Regions from separate parts of the Anser cygnoides genome. Here region 1 is linked to region 2. Evidence: chromatin contacts called from public Hi-C data. All regions are on one chromosome and are shown on one strand. The core of a region is the stretch at or near the end of the contact, and the rest is flanking DNA. Distances in the headings are between cores, read along the strand shown.

Region 1 (2,700 bases), core at 68-2,567, 170 kb before region 2:
CCACGTTCCTCGCCAAGGATTCTGCAAAGCCCCTGCCCCAGCAGCGGGTGCCACGTCATTTGAAAAGCTCCTCGGTGCTCTTTATTATCTGGTCATTATTTTTGCACTGAAGCCTGAGATAAGCAAAGCATAAATCAAAGCAGCGCAGAAGCCACTTGGAGCAGGTAAAGGATGGAGAAGATTTTAATCAGCGGATCTGGGCATGAAAAGCCAAAAGAGGGAGAGAGGGAGGGAGGAAAGGGGGGGCGAGGAACAAAGGAAGGGAGCGAAACACCACTTGTTGTTTGTGGGACCAAGACAAATGTTTCCAAAGCCACATTTTCCACATGACTCCCAGCAAAAGCTCCTGGTTTGATTATTAATCGTGGGCCGGCCTCCATCCATCACTCCATCCGCCCGTGCTCCCGAGCTGTTTGATGTGCTGCTACCCTCCGCTCTCACCTCTGTTGGGCTGCTCTGGCAGGGGAAAGCCCAGCAAGATATTTAAATAAAGAAAACGCAATCAAATAAATCGGGGAGGAAATAAATAAAACTATCTGGGGAGCTTCTACTGTGCCGGTCGGGTACCTGCCTCTGGAGGCTCCTGGAGTGCTGCTGACACCGGGAGCGTCTCCCAAAATGGATGGACTTTGTCTCTTGCCTCATACATCTGTTTAATGACCTCTCCTTGCAGGCACTTGACATGTGATTTATGGGATATAAATTTTACCTCTTCTCTCTGCAGCGTTGCAAGCGCTACGTGCTGAAAGGTGAGAGCACCTCGCCCCGCCGGGCCGCTGTGCCGCGCCAGCTCCCGCGCTCGTCCGCTCGCTCAACTTTCTTCCCCCGGCCCTTCCTTTCAAAAACAAAACAACAAACCCTTAAAAATGTGTTTTTTCCTCCCTGAAAGCAAACTGCTGCTGACGCAGCCTTTGCAGCTTCAAGGCTGATGGCGCTTTTCAGAAAAAAAAGAAAACAGCAGCATCCCAGCTGATTTCCTGCAAATAATAAAAAAATAAATAAATAAGTCCTTAATTCTTTTACTGGCATCTGTAGCCTCTAATTCATAAATTCATCAGGACTTTCCCAGGATGTCAGTTTTGGCAAATGAGCCCTGAGTTGCTTCATGCTAATGGAGCGGTGGGCTGCCTGACCTCAGGAAATAGAGAGGCCAAACATGAAAAAACAGAGCCGGGTTCAAGGCTGGGGCTGTGAACCCCAGATTTGAGGGTGAGGTCAGGAGAGGGTCAGGAAAGCATTGTGTGCGTGTGAGGGAGAGGCGCTGGTTTCTATTTAAAACCTTCCACGGCGCTCGGAGAGACCTCTGGCCATTGTGTGCGGGAGCAGCCCGGCTATTGAGCGGCGTGCCTCGAGGATCCTGGCTGCAGGAACGGGGAGAGATTAGAAACAGCCACACGTACACGCTGCAAGCCAAGCCCTCCCCTACCTTGGAGAGGAGAGGAGTGCGAGCTCTGCCTGGCTCTTTTCAGCGGCTAACGCAGATGGATTTGCTTTGGCATTTAACGGTGATGAATGTGCCAGGTGCTATTCATTAGAAATGATTTGTTGGGGCGAGCGCAGCTCGCCTGCCCATTAGGACGCATTTACTTCGCAGGTTAGTAATGATGGGTGCACTTAATAGTTTCTAAGTATCAGAGGGCATTAAAAAGCCCTGGAAGAAAAGGCTATCAATATTTACAGTTTCAATTTGCTGGGGTAGGAAACCCCTGTGCGCGGCTGCAGGGGTGGGTGTCTGCCGGTGAGGCAGCACCACCTCCTTGCTCGCCAGCGGCTGCTGGCACAGGCAAGGGATTTTGGTGGCCTTAAAACACCTGAGTGCTGTGGAAGCAGCCACTGGGCCACCTCCGGGGTCTGTCACTGACTGGAGATGCCCATCCTGGCTCCAGTCCCCCGGGGCTGGCTCCCCGCGAGCACCAGGAGGAGGCGGAAGGTCACTGGCCGGGGGCTGATTATGGCCATTACATCCCAATTCCCTTCCCCTGCCCTCCCCCCCAGCCCGGGCTCGGGAGCGAGATCCTGTTAGTGGCCCTCTGCCGATAGGCGGCCATTTACTTAAGTCCCAATTTTTCATTAAAATAGCACATATGGCTATCAAGCATTGCAAGGTCACAGGGCTGCATTGTCTCAGCTTAATATGATGCTATTAAGGCTGGGCTATAATATCCCAGATACAGCAAGTTCAGCAGCGTAAGATCAAGCATTGGGCAAGACTGCAATTTCCTCCTGTCCTCCTGCTATGATCTTATCAAAGCCTGACTGATCTCTATAGACGAAATCGCGCTGGAGAGCATTAAACACCGGGAGCAGCTCCGCTTCCACGGGGCCGCAGCGAGGCTGGGCTCACAGCGCGGTTCCCTTTGTGCCGCGCACGGCTCGGGGCTGCCTCCTCCACCTCTTCCTCCTCCTCCTCGTGCTCTAGGTGGCATTGCCTGGGGTTTCCAGGATGGGCTGAGCTGCTTTTCCTGAAGCCTGGCCTCCGTTCAAGCCAGCCTGTGCTTGAGTCAGGTCCTCAACTCTGAGAGAGCGTTGCTGAATTTTGGATTTTTCACCCATTTCGGCTCCTGGCTGCTCCGTGGCTGATGCGCTGGCACGGGACACTCGGAGCGGTGGCCACTTCGTGCAACCTTCAGCTAGCCACTGGCAACCTCTTGTAAACCAGGACAATCGTTCTTTTCTCCCAGCCGTTATCTTCCTTTCTGA
Region 2 (2,700 bases), core at 55-2,554:
ACAATTCGAGCTGTACCCACTAGTGACAGTGGGACGGTGCCACTTACAGCAGCTGTGTGATGAGTGCCATTGCGGGAGCCAGCCCCCCAGAGGGACTGTGCCAGCTGGGCGCACGGGGGTGACCCTGGGCTTTCTGGTGGGTTGGTGACGATGGGGTGACGCGGGCCGTCTCACATACGAGGACCACCCTTGGCACACCACACACCGTGGGCTGGGCTGGGCCAGAGCCACCGTGGCTCTAACTGGGGACATGGGCGCGGGGGGGAGCTCCGACCCTGGGACGCATCCCAAAAACCGGGACACAGGGCACAGCACGGAGCAGCGCGCTTCTGGGGTCATGGGCACCTCGCCACGGTGACAAGAGCACAGTGACAAGCTGCCCTCGGGCACGCACGTGGGGACAGCGTGCCGTTTTCCAGCCCCTTTGCCTCTCGGTGTCAAGTTGGTGCCTCTGGAGTGGGAGCATTGCCGTGCGGGGAGGTGCCGCCAGCCCCCAGCACCGTGCTCATGACGGGGAGCAGCGAGCGGTGGCCTTGGCTTAACCTGGATCCGTTGCCAGGTACAAACAAGATTGAACTTGCTCTTGGGTTTACAGCGGAGATAAATCCTCCCCGACGGCTACAGAGCCGGTGAAATAGAGACGGAAAATGGGTGTTTCAATTTGGTTAGTGACGATCTGTGCGCTCCTAACTTTGCCGCGATATTTTTTCATTTGGGAAGCCGGGGACGTGGCTGGCAGAGGGCAGGGGAGGGGGGGCAAAAAGGATGGTGGTGGCTCACAGGTGCCTGCTGCTCCCTGGTGTGGGGACACAGCCCGATGCCACCCCAGCTCCGAGTGCCGCCCCTCTGCTCATTTTTGGAGACTCTGGGGACCGGGGAGCACCCACAGGCCCTGGCCACCCAGCAGCCGCTCGCCTGGCCGGCTGCACTCGCGCATGGGATGGCTCCTGTTCCAGAGGCTGGTTATTTGTCTTGTTAACCTCCAGGCAGCAGTTTGTGTTTGGAGAGCAAATATTTACCTCCCTTCCTGAGTTTTTTTTTTTTTCTTTTCCCCTTCTCCCAGGGTGGAGCAAACTGGGCTCCGTGGCCAACGCTCGCCCTCGCACCACGGGTTGGCTGGGTCCCCACCACCCGTGGGCTCAACACCCACGGCTTTGCTTTGAACATCGGGCTTACTTCTATATTTAAAGCAGCTAATAACAAAAGGCAAGGCCAAGCCAAGCTGCCCACCGTTCTTTTTCTTTCCTTGCCATGTTTGCTGCCACCCCCCCGGGAAGCTGGGCGCCTTCCCAGGCTCCAGCTCCTGCTCTGGGGGAAAAGGGAGCAGGAGGAGGAGGAGGGTGGCACCATGAACTCGTTGCTGTTTCTCCAGCTCCAGCTGGGATCAAAGTGCCTGATTCCTTGATAAGAGAAGGTGGTTGTAAGGGAATGAAATGGTTCACACATGCAATGGCTTGGGGCTTTTGCAGCGTGGCAGGGCTGGCTACGTGCAGGATTGGCCCTCACATCGTGAGGAGCATGGAGGAAGATACAAAGAGGTCCAGAGTGCTCTTTTATCAGAAACCTCCTAATGCCAGATTTCCCTAAACCCTGAGCTCTTAGAGGTGTAGGATCGGGGGGGGCTTCAGCTTCCCCTGCGAAACACCATCCTGGTGCTCCGGGTGCGTAAGGGGGTCCAGCATGGACGATGCTGTGCCGGGGGGTGCGGAGACACTCTTGGAGCCGCATCCTGCTTGGTGGCACCAGGCTGGCCACTTAATTTCTGCGCGTCCCCAGTGCTGACAGAGATGGAGTGAGGTGTCGGCAGACTGTTTTGAAATCCTTAAGAGAACGGCTGTGATCCCCGTCCTCTCCATGCCTCGGCTTTGCAGCGAGGAGGGGCTCTACAAATAAATACAGACAGATGAGCTCTTTCACTGGTAATTTGTCACTTCATAATTGCCAAAGAAAAGCAGGTTAGTTTTCTGCTCCTGACCTCTCTCAAGCAGCCTTTTCACCCCAGCTGGCCCCGAGGCCGGGGTCGGGGTCCCAGGGGGCAGCTTTCCCCCCGCGCTGTTGCCGCAAAGGGCACCTTGGCCTTCTGCAGCAGTGACATTTCCACGGGTCCCCCTGCGCTCCCCATCCCAGTGCTCCTCACTGCGGGCCTGGCACGTGGGAACTGGGCTCTGGGCATTTCCCTGGTGGGACTTCGGGGTGTGCCGAGCCGTGCCATGCCATTCTGAGCTGTGCTGTGCCGTGCCATGCCATGCCGAACAGAGCTGTGCCATGCCATGCCAAGCAGTGCCACGCCAAACCACGCCGTGCCATGTCGTGCTGAGCCGTGCCATGCCAAACCAAGCAGCCCAAGAACAAAGGGCTGCTGCCCCCGCCCGGCAGCAGCTCCCCGGCCCCCGCAGCCCCCCGGGCAGCCTCGGGTTTGCTCTCCCCACGAGGCTCTCCCCCCGACCCCGGAGCCCGGCAGCTCCCCTCGGGAACCCCTGCAGCCACCTCATCCTGCCTCTGACAGCCCCTGCTGCAGCAAGGTGTGCAGAGCAACAAGCCACGGCACAAAACTCTGCGTCTTGAGGATTTAGACCTCATTTTTCCATCAGAATACAAACGCCTTTTTTTTTTTTTTTTTTCCTTGCAGTATGACAAAGGGTTAATAACAGGCTCGGAGGGGAGCATTGCCTAAAATGAGCGTCTTTCATTTCCAAAGCG

The links. Hi-C and Micro-C count contacts between places; a contact is called where the count stands out from the background.
Region 1: a Hi-C map of liver shows a contact between it and region 2, with 1.8 times the contacts expected there. The contact joins two enhancer-like sites. A contact is called at or near these places in 3 of 7 Hi-C or Micro-C datasets (fetal liver and liver).

The regions. Positions count from the first base shown.
Region 1 is chr20:4,074,003-4,076,702 of Taihu_goose_T2T_genome, reverse strand. LOC136786689 (a long non-coding RNA gene) reads left to right here. Exons shown (of 2, transcript XR_010826064.1): 2 at 1-2,057. Among named protein-coding and RNA genes, the nearest start is that of WDR5, 36 kb to the left of the region's middle. Within about 2 kb of position 1,317, at least 2 of the 3 cell types and tissues checked have open chromatin away from gene starts, as enhancers often do. A contact at or near this core is called in fetal liver and liver, where this site is marked.
Region 2 is chr20:3,906,960-3,909,659 of Taihu_goose_T2T_genome, reverse strand. No RefSeq gene overlaps it. Among named protein-coding and RNA genes, the nearest start is that of COL5A1, 100 kb to the right of the region's middle. Within about 2 kb of position 1,304, at least 2 of the 3 cell types and tissues checked have open chromatin away from gene starts, as enhancers often do. A contact at or near this core is called in fetal liver and liver, where this site is marked.